Linked DNA regions of Zea mays: region 1 is linked to region 2. A link is a contact called in public Hi-C data. All regions are on one chromosome and are shown on one strand. Each heading gives the region's core, a stretch centred on a gene start, on an enhancer-like site or on the middle of the called end of the contact. The rest is flanking DNA. Distances are from core to core; before and after follow the strand shown.

What was found. Hi-C and Micro-C count contacts between places; a contact is called where the count stands out from the background.
Region 1: a Hi-C map of ear shows a contact between it and region 2, with 2.6 times the contacts expected there. The contact joins the promoter of LOC100284987 here to the enhancer-like site in region 2. A contact is called at or near these places in 2 of 25 Hi-C or Micro-C datasets (ear and tassel).

What each region holds. Positions count from the first base shown.
Region 1 is chr1:281,577,136-281,581,689 of Zm-B73-REFERENCE-NAM-5.0, forward strand. LOC100284987 (prenylated Rab receptor 2) reads left to right here and starts at 1,432. Exons shown (of 1, transcript NM_001291646.1): 1 at 1,432-2,773. The coding sequence starts at 1,574. The coding sequence ends at 2,452. LOC103643989 (E3 ubiquitin protein ligase DRIP2) reads right to left here. Exons shown (of 7, transcript XM_008667167.2): 7 at 4,510-4,554.
Region 2 is chr1:281,450,372-281,455,032 of Zm-B73-REFERENCE-NAM-5.0, forward strand. No RefSeq gene overlaps it. Among protein-coding and RNA genes, the nearest start is that of LOC103643990, 50 kb to the right of the region's middle. Within about 2 kb of position 3,245, at least 19 of the 20 cell types and tissues checked have an H3K27ac peak or open chromatin away from gene starts, as enhancers often do. A contact at or near this core is called in ear and tassel, where this site is marked.

The sequences.
Region 1 (4,554 bases), core at 182-2,681, 120 kb after region 2:
AAGATCATCTACTATGAGAGTGACATTTCTTCCTCTTCGCAAAGGATGACGACTCCTCCTCTTCAAAGAAAAAGACGGTTAAACAAAACTATACTCGAACGGTTAATGATTCGGCCAAGCTTAGTATACCATTTGACATTCGTTTACAAACATGTGGTTACTTGTGTTGACGAAATGGAGGCGAAGCCACTTGTAATGCATTTCTATCGAGGAATTGAAGTGTATTACTTCCTCCGTTCTAATTTATAATTCATTTGACTTTTTAACTTCAAATCTGACCGGCTCCTTTTATTCAAAAAATCATAATTATTATCAATTTTTCACTGTAATATTGTTTAGCATATAATATACTTTAAGTATGGCTTTAAAATTTTCTTTTTTCCAAAAAATTAAATAAAACGAGAGGGTCAAACTTGGTGAAAAAATCAAACGAATTATCAATTGAGACAGATGAAGTAGATTCTTTTTTATATTTTTTAGATAATAGAAAATAACATATGGATTCATCTCTTTAACGGCGGGATATGTCAAAGTTATGACGCAGTACTAGAAACTAGACTTGGATTAGCTTTTGGTATTTGAAGCTGCTGCATGTCCTTCTTTCTTCTTTTTTTCAAACTTGACAATTGATGTATTTCTCCGTGAACACCAGAGAATGAAGCATGCACAACCTCTTAGAAGTGCTTTTGCATGTATACGGATAAGGATGCGTGTAAGTAACTGCCTATCTTTGCACTGTTATTATTCTCAAAATATATAAAAAATAGTAACAATATTTTATCTGTAGAATAAATTACAAAAATTGCAAACACACTTGCTAGTCTATGTCTTGAAGGCATTTTCATCACAAGAACTCTTTGTTCTCTAAATAGCTTGAAGCTCAAAAAACAATGGACTATAAGGTTGTGTACATCATTAAACTTGCAAGTATCGTATAAGATTTATCTTCATATACAAGTCCATATATAAAAAAGTTGTGAAGAATGAATTGACTTAAAAGGAGTAGCTATGTGGTTCGTTCGTTGTTAAGTTGAAAAAATTGGACAATAGTCTTCTACTTTCAGTAGCAGGCTAGGATTGTCTAGGCTGTCTCCAGGAAGGAATAGTAAAACCTTCTCTATCTTATATTTAGGGAAGAATTTTCTTCTCTACCACTCTAACAACATTCTCTAAACAATACTTAAAATATAGAGAATATTTCTGTCCAAGATTTTATCTTGTTCCCTTTGTCGATTTTAATACTTTAAATAGTAAATTAAACAAAAGTAAAATATATCCTTTCTTGCCAATGCTGGTTAAGCATGACGTCAACACGGTCTGGGGTGCTTTGCCAGCAAGCAAAACCAGTTCCTCCCCACGAATCAAATAGGGAGCCCGTTCCAACCAACTTTCCAGCGAAGCGGCGCCGCGCAACCATTCTCATTTCTCTCGGGTTCGTCGTGAGTAAAAAGGAAAAAGAAACCAAGGACTCTCTGTACCAGCGAAGCGTGCGTGGGCCGTGGGCGCGTCCTGTTCTTCTTCCTACCTTTCCCTAACCTCTCCTCCCTCCTGCAAATCCGATCTCCCCGAGACCATGCGCAACTCCGCCGCCGCCCAGCCCTCTTCTCCCGCCGCCACGTACGTCTCAGGCGCCGCCTACGTCGCGCCCGCCTCCTCCGCCGCCATGTACGGCTCAGGCGCCTCCTACGTCGCGCCCGCCGCTTCCGCCCCCGGCGGCGGCGGGTACATCTATCCTGCGCCCGCCTCCTCCGGCGGCAGCGCCGGCTACTCCAAGATCCCAACCTACCCGGCGGTCCCGTCGGCGTATCCCAACCCCAGCCGTCTCCCGCCGCGAGTCTCCACCCACGCCCCGGTCGAGGACCCCACAGCGCTGCCCTCGCCGCTGGCCAAGGCGGGCGAGCTCGTGACGCGGCTCCGCGAGCAGGGGCAGGTGCTCATCGCGGCGCGCCGGCCGTGGGGCGAGGTCTTCCGCGCGCCGGCCTTCTCCAAGCCGCCGTCGCTCGGGGAGGCGATCGCCCGGATGCGCCGCAACACCGCCTACTTCCGCGCCAACTACGCGCTGGCCGTGCTCGCCGTCGTGGCGGCCTCGCTGCTCTGGCACCCCGGCACGCTCTTCGTGCTTCTCTTCCTCTGCGCCGCCTGGTTCTTCCTCTACTTCGCGCGGCCCGCGCAGGGCGGGCAGCCGCTCAGGGTCCTGGGGATGGAGTTCGACGACGGCTCCGTGCTCGCCGCGCTCTGCGGGGTCACCGTCATCGCCATGCTCTTCACCAGCGTCGGCTGGAACGTGGTGGGCTCCGTCATGATCGGGGGCGCGCTGGTCAGCGCCCACGCCGCGCTCAGGACCACCGACGACCTCTTCCTCACGGAGCAGGAGGCCGCTGGGGACGGCCTGTTGGCAGCTGGCATGAGCGCCGCCGGGCCCATCTTGCCCACCTATGTCCGCATTGGTTGATTCGCTCAGCTGGGCGTGGTGTGTTCATCATGGTTTGCATACAGCCTTCATGCAGTTCAGCGATCTTGATGCTATTGCTTGCAGATATTAGCAATCTTCCTTGTAATTACCATCACGATGTCTAATATTGGTTGTCGGCGTGTGAAATGTCAAGCTTTTTTCTGTATTTCTGGTGAAACTGGATTCAATTGCTGTTTCGAATGGTGGTGTTCGATCTTCGTTAACTACATCTCAGAATGACAGCTGCGATTTTGCCTGCACATTCTGGTTCCCGATGCTTCAGGCTCAATTCTCAATGTGATGAAGTTAGCTAAATTTTAATAACTTTGATGAGTTGTGCCATATATCTATCCTTCTGCAGCCCTGCAATGCGTTTCCTTCATCTTGTGTAGTTCTTCATGGTTCCTGCTAAACTTGGCTCTACATCTGCAATGTATTTTCTGTCGACCTGGGTTCCCCCCGCTCCACTTCTGTGATTGAGTGCTGCTGCCCTTGCCTGATTAGGACATTGGCCTAACATTGAAGCAGCAGTAATCGAAAAAATATCGGCGTCGCCCAACTGGTTATGGGTATTCACTCTTATGCACTGTAGTCTGTAGCAGTTAACTATACCATCGGTTTTGGTGACATTTTGCTGTGACAGTTATCTATTTTTGAACAGCACTGAGAGGTCAAAAAATCTCCGTGTTCCTTCTGCATAATCCAGAGGCAGAGGGTGTGGTATTTCATTTTTCAGATGCTATTCATTTCTTGTCAATTTGCTGAGATCTCTCTGTAGTCTCTCTCTATCGCCTGAATGCTCTGATGTTTCGATCTCTACCTGCAACTCTTTTGTACTGGTTTTGCTGAATCTACACGAGTTACACTCCTCTCTGTGTCCTGTGGTTTGCTGGAGCAAATGTTAGCCTATGAAACAACTGTTGCCAGGACGACAGTTAGAAAATGTGGTTTTTTCTCAGCTTAGAAATCAGTTTGCTGTTCGCAGCCAGAGCCGGGCTATTAAAAGTTGTTTAAATCCACTGAGACCCCGTTTGTTTCCTTTCATTTCGAGGAATTGGAATCTTACTAATGGAATAGGATATTTTTTAGAATATGACATTTCACCACTTTCCAAAGTTATCATATAAGTCTATATCAAATTCATGGGATGAGAGATGGAAATTGATTCTATAGATTTACATGCTAATTTTCCGATGTATAACGTATAGCACACTCTTCTACTTGCGCCTCTATAACATAAATGTACTATATAACTATCTCTCTCATATGATTTAGGATAATATACAAATATATTACATATATAAATATATAAACTTAATTAGTTTTATCTAAATTATAATTATTAAAATGGAATTCAATTCCAACGAAACAAACGGCACTGAAGGTAATTTTGGTAGGTATCCGGGCCTATGCTAACCATCGAGTGACGTTGAACATCACTCATGGTCAAAGTCAACACCGCGGCGCCGGCATTGCTTGTCTCTGCCTCGCTTTCTTGGAAGCGAAGTGAAGAGATTCGCAGGCACGCACGTCCTTTCGCTGGGCCCGGCTGCTCGTCAGTCGTCAGCAACGGGAGGAGTCAGGAGGAGGGGGCAAGGGCAATCCAGGGCTCGGAGTCGAGGGGAGGGGACAGTCCAGGGCTCCAGGCATGATGTGAAGCGTGGAGCACAAGCTCGTGAAGCGTTTCTGCTGCCAGCCTGATCGGCAAGCTGTGTTGTGCTGTGTAGCAGCCAGCAGGCTATGCTTTGCCGTCGCCGTAGGCGTAGAGGGCTAGAGGCCGTTACCGTTCAAAGTCAAACCAACGGGGCAAGGACCAGGAGACCACTACGAGACAGAAACAGCCGGCCAGAGACCACTACGAGACAGAAACAGTCGGAGACGGCGAGACACCGGCAGCCCTCTCAGACTTCGCCCCTTTCCTGTACTACTGGTACAGTAGCAGACGCTGTGTGCTGCCCGGCACGGCAATGACCAATGGGCGAAAGAAGAATCACGGGCACGGCGCTACAGTTTCCTGTAGTCCCCCCCCCCCCCCCCCCCCCCCCCCAGAAATATCGTTAGAGTAAACACGATGGTTTAAGGTGCTTAATCATTTGCCACAG
Region 2 (4,661 bases), core at 1,995-4,494:
CTCACTCCAAGTTCATCCCCATCTTCTTATTGCCTTTGTACTCTTATGTGAAGATTTTGGTGAGGCAATGAGGTTTAAGGGCCAAGATTGATCTCGTTTTGGTGCTTAATGCCAAAGGGGGAGAAAATAAGGCCAAAGCAAGAAATGGATCAGCTACCACTTGAGAATTTTGAAAACAGTAGAATAGAGCTTTTGTTTTATCAAAATCCTTTTATTGTATCTCTTTGTTAAAAGTTGGTCTCTTGTGGGGAGAATGTTTGATTATGGAAAAAAGGGGGTGTTGGGGACTTGTTCTCAAATGCTATGAGTTAAGAACAAGGCAACATAGAAAATGTTAATCGTTAAAAATCCTTCGTCCTTCGAAACATTATCTCCTTTGGGGTATAATGATTTTCGGACGAAGGTTATGAAGAGTATACCTTCATAAATTCATTACATAATGACGAAGAATAAAATGTAAGGAATATAAATGGCATCATGAATAGTTATGTATTATCATTAAGCATAAACGGAAATATCATTGAATTACAAGTGTACCTTCAATTGGAAGGAAATAATACAAGCATGACGCAAAAAGTGAATGCCAAGTCAGCGTGAACAGTACGGGGCTACTGTTCACCTATTTATAAGCACGGGACGCAGCCCGTGCAAAATTACATTAATGCCCTTTACACTCGATAATAATTCTATAGCAATCTGTCGAGGTCTAAATAGCCTTTTCATCTTTAAGTCGGTTTCATCTGCTGCTGTCACGCCGAAGCTTTCCTGCTTACACCTTCGGCGGTTCATCAACCTTCGTATTATTCTGGTCTACTGTAATGCCTGACTTGAGTCCGAAGATACCTGTTCACACATTATACTCCAAAAACACTATTAAATCCTGTTTTTGAGGACCTTCGGATGCCGAAGGTCCCCAACAGGGGGAGTTTTTGAATCTTTGATCAATTCCTCTTGGAATACCTCTCTTTATGTCTCTACAAGTGAATTTGACTTAGAGATAGGAAATTGAGTTTGATTTGCAAAAACAAACCAAGTGGTGGCAAAGTATGATCCATATATGCCAAATTTGAATCAAAACAATATCGAGTTCTCAATTGTATTGATGTTGCACTTGTTCTAGTTGCTTTGTGTTGTGTTGGCATAAATCACCAAAAAGGGGGAGATTGAAAGGGAAATGTGCCCTTGGGCCATTTCTAAGTATTTTGGTGATTGAGTGCCAACACAAGTGCTTAAGTGTTAATCTATGTCAAATGTTGGACAAAGTGCAAATCAAGTGTAAAGGTATGTTTCTAAGACTTAGTACATTGTTTTGGAGACTAATGTTTTGTGTCTAAGTGCTGGAAACAGGAAAGATCAATTTAGAAAAGACTTGGCTGTACAGCCAAGACTCTGCGCAGTCTGGGTGCACCGGACTGTCCGGTGGTGCACCGGACAGTGTCCGGTGCGCCAGGTTGGCTCGGGCGAACTGGCTGTTCTCGGGACTTCGACGGCGGTGTACGGCTATAAATCACCGGACTGTCCAGTGAGCCGTTCACAGGCGAAGTCGTCGCTCTCGGGAAGCAATTAACGGCGTACGGCTAAAAATCACCGGACTGTCCGGTGAGCCAACGGTCAGCCAGGCCAACGGTTGGCCGAGGATTCCGTGCGTGACGCGTGGCCGAGCCAACGGTCACAAGGGGGCACCGGACTGTCCGGTGTGCACCGGACTGTCCGGTGTGCACCGGACAGTGTCCGATGCGCCAACGGCTCTGAATCTCCAATGGTCGGCTTCGCCAAAGAAGGAAAGAAATCTGCACCGGACAGTGTCCGGTGGTGCACCGGACTGTCCGGTGCGCCAGGCGACTGAAGGCAAGAATTGCCTTCCTAGAATGCTCCCAACGGCTCCTAGCTGCCTTGGGGCTATAAAAGGGACCCCTAGGCGCATGGAGGAGCACACCAAGCATCCTTTGAGCATTGTTGATCACTCACACTTCATTCTTGCGTACTTGTTTGACATTCTTAGTGATTTGAGCTCCGTTCTAGTGAGAACCTTGTGATATTCTTTTGAGCTCAAGTCTGGGTCTTGTGTGTGCGTATTTGCTGTGATTCTTGTATCTTGTGTGCGTTGCTCATCCCTCCCTTACTCCGTGCTTCTTTGTGAACATCAAAGTGTAAGGGCGAGAGGCTCCAAGTTGTTGAGATTCCTCGCGAGCGGGATATAGTAAACAAAGCAAAACACCGTGGTATTCAAGTGGGTCTTTGGACCGCTTGAGAGGGGTTGATTGCAACCCTCGTCCGTTGGGACGCCACAACGTGGAAGTAGGCAAGTTTTGTACTTGTCTGAACCACGGGATAAACCACTGAGTCTATCTGTGTTGATCTTCTTGTGGTTGTTGTGTTTCGCAAGAACTCCTATCTAGCCACTTGGCTTAATTGTGCTAACATCTAATCAAGTTTTGTGGCATTAAGTTTCAAGTTTTATAGGATCACCTATTCACCCTCTCTAGGTGCTCTCAGTTATCTAGCGTGTGAGTGAGCTACTGCCTCTCTGGATTGTAATCCTATTTCCTGTTTTTTTCAAAAAAAACATTTCCAGTTAATGAGATGCGATCTTTTTCTTAAAAAAAGGGTCTTCTTGGGTCTCGCTGGTCGCTAGGGACAACCGCGCAAGCGCGACTGGTCATGTGGTCAGCAGTCGGTCCTTAAGACCCACCTGGAAGGGACTAGCCTGCCACTGCCACGCCTGTTCCAACTTTGAGCAGCCGTTGGGACTTGGGAACCGAGAAGTCGCCGGCATGGGCCAAGTTGGACCGCAGATGTTTCGTAGGAGAGAAAAAACTTGAGTGCTGTAGATGGGCTGGCATTTTCGAGTGGCCCAAGTCGATTTACCACACACATGGCGGGTCCTGGGGAAATATTGTAACTCACGGCCCATATCATTCTTTCGAATGCTGGATCAAACGCATACTGCTACGACGCTTCGGATTAAATACAAACACTGTAGATTCAGTAAAAGCGGTTACATTAGAATTTAGAGCATATCTAAGAGTTTCCAAAACAAACTCTTAAGCAAGAGGGTTTTTTTAGTAAGATTAAAGAAATACGTCTTCAGCAACTTTCTGACACTAGATTATATTTTCTTTAGCACTTGAAGGAAGAAAAAAAAAACAGCATCCACGCCGAAAAATAGGCGCAGTGCCGCGTCCGCCCGCGTGCCTTTCTTCTCCCTGCTAGCACTCCACGCGCCAGGCCTGCCCGTCCGTCCGGAACGCGAACAGCATCGACAGGCAGTGCATGCAGGAACGACGGCGGCGCGCGAGGTCGTTACGCTGCTCTGGAGGCCAAGTGGCCAACAGATCCGGACTGGTTGCGCGTGTGACGATGATGAAGTACCTGCCGAGCAGCGGCAGGTCAAGTGGCCAGCGCCGACGTTAACGAAGAGCCACGCGTGTCTCGCTCTGGCGGAGCATACAACGGCAGGTCGTTGCGGTCGGTGCCAACGTTGATGAAGAGCCGCGCGTCGTCGCTATCTGGTGAACCTACACCTACCTCATATCTACGGCGGATAGAAAATGGATGATATAGGATCAGTTTCCCTGTGCAGCGTGATCCGTGAAGATAAAGGAAGGGGAAGGGGAGGCGTGCATGCCACGGCCAAGCCAGACATAGAAGCCACGAAGCTTTTGTGTAGGTGCTTGTTCTTGGCATGAAGACGACGATGGACTTGTTTGTTATAGTACTTATTTGTCTAAGGTTAGTCGTTAGAATTGAATAACTAATCTTAAACAAAAAAGTTAGATAAAGTAAAGCAAGTTAGTCAGCTATTCCAAACACTACAACCTTTTAGGCCTTCTGTGACATTGTGATTATGTCACTAACTAGTGTTTATTTGTCATAAATTGTATTTTGGTGACACTATTGTGACGAAAAGGTCATCGTCACAGAAAGTACGTGTTAAATAGACTACAATGACGTTCATCAAAAAATCGTCATAGATTTTATGACGCACATTAGATTCGTCACTAAATCTATGACACTCTATTTTGTCATAAGCCACTCTGAAAACGTCACAATTCATACTGACATGAATTGCCACATGACTAATGGTGATGACGTGGGATGTGACATGGCAAAACCTTTATGACAGAAATATTTGTCATAGATTTGATCACGTGGAAAAATTGTTGTGACAAGGAATTTCATCATAAATTGAGAGGCAGTGGCCGCTAGCGTGGCAAGTGATATGGCGAAGCATTTGTGATAGATATAATCGTCATCAAAAGAAACACATCGTATGAATTCATATCATCATGGAATATTACACATCACAACCAAAATATCATATTAATACGTTGAACACAAATATTTCATCCATCAGAGAATCATATAACGTCAAAACATATATCTACAAATCCTTTAACTTCAATTCCAAAAAAACCTATAACTTCAACTCAAAGTACTAAATATTAAGCATATCGTAACTAGCTACTATAGCAGCCATAAGGTTGCAGGTCCTATAGTGGTCAAGCAGACTATGGACACACTAGGCCTCAATTGAAGCTTAATAGTTGATGAAGGTGGTTATTATTTTCTTCCATCAACCTCTTTATACTATCAATGTCTCCTGAAATGTCTGTGCTGCTACATTAGGCCGATCGACATGAGCCCCAGTCTGAGCTCAG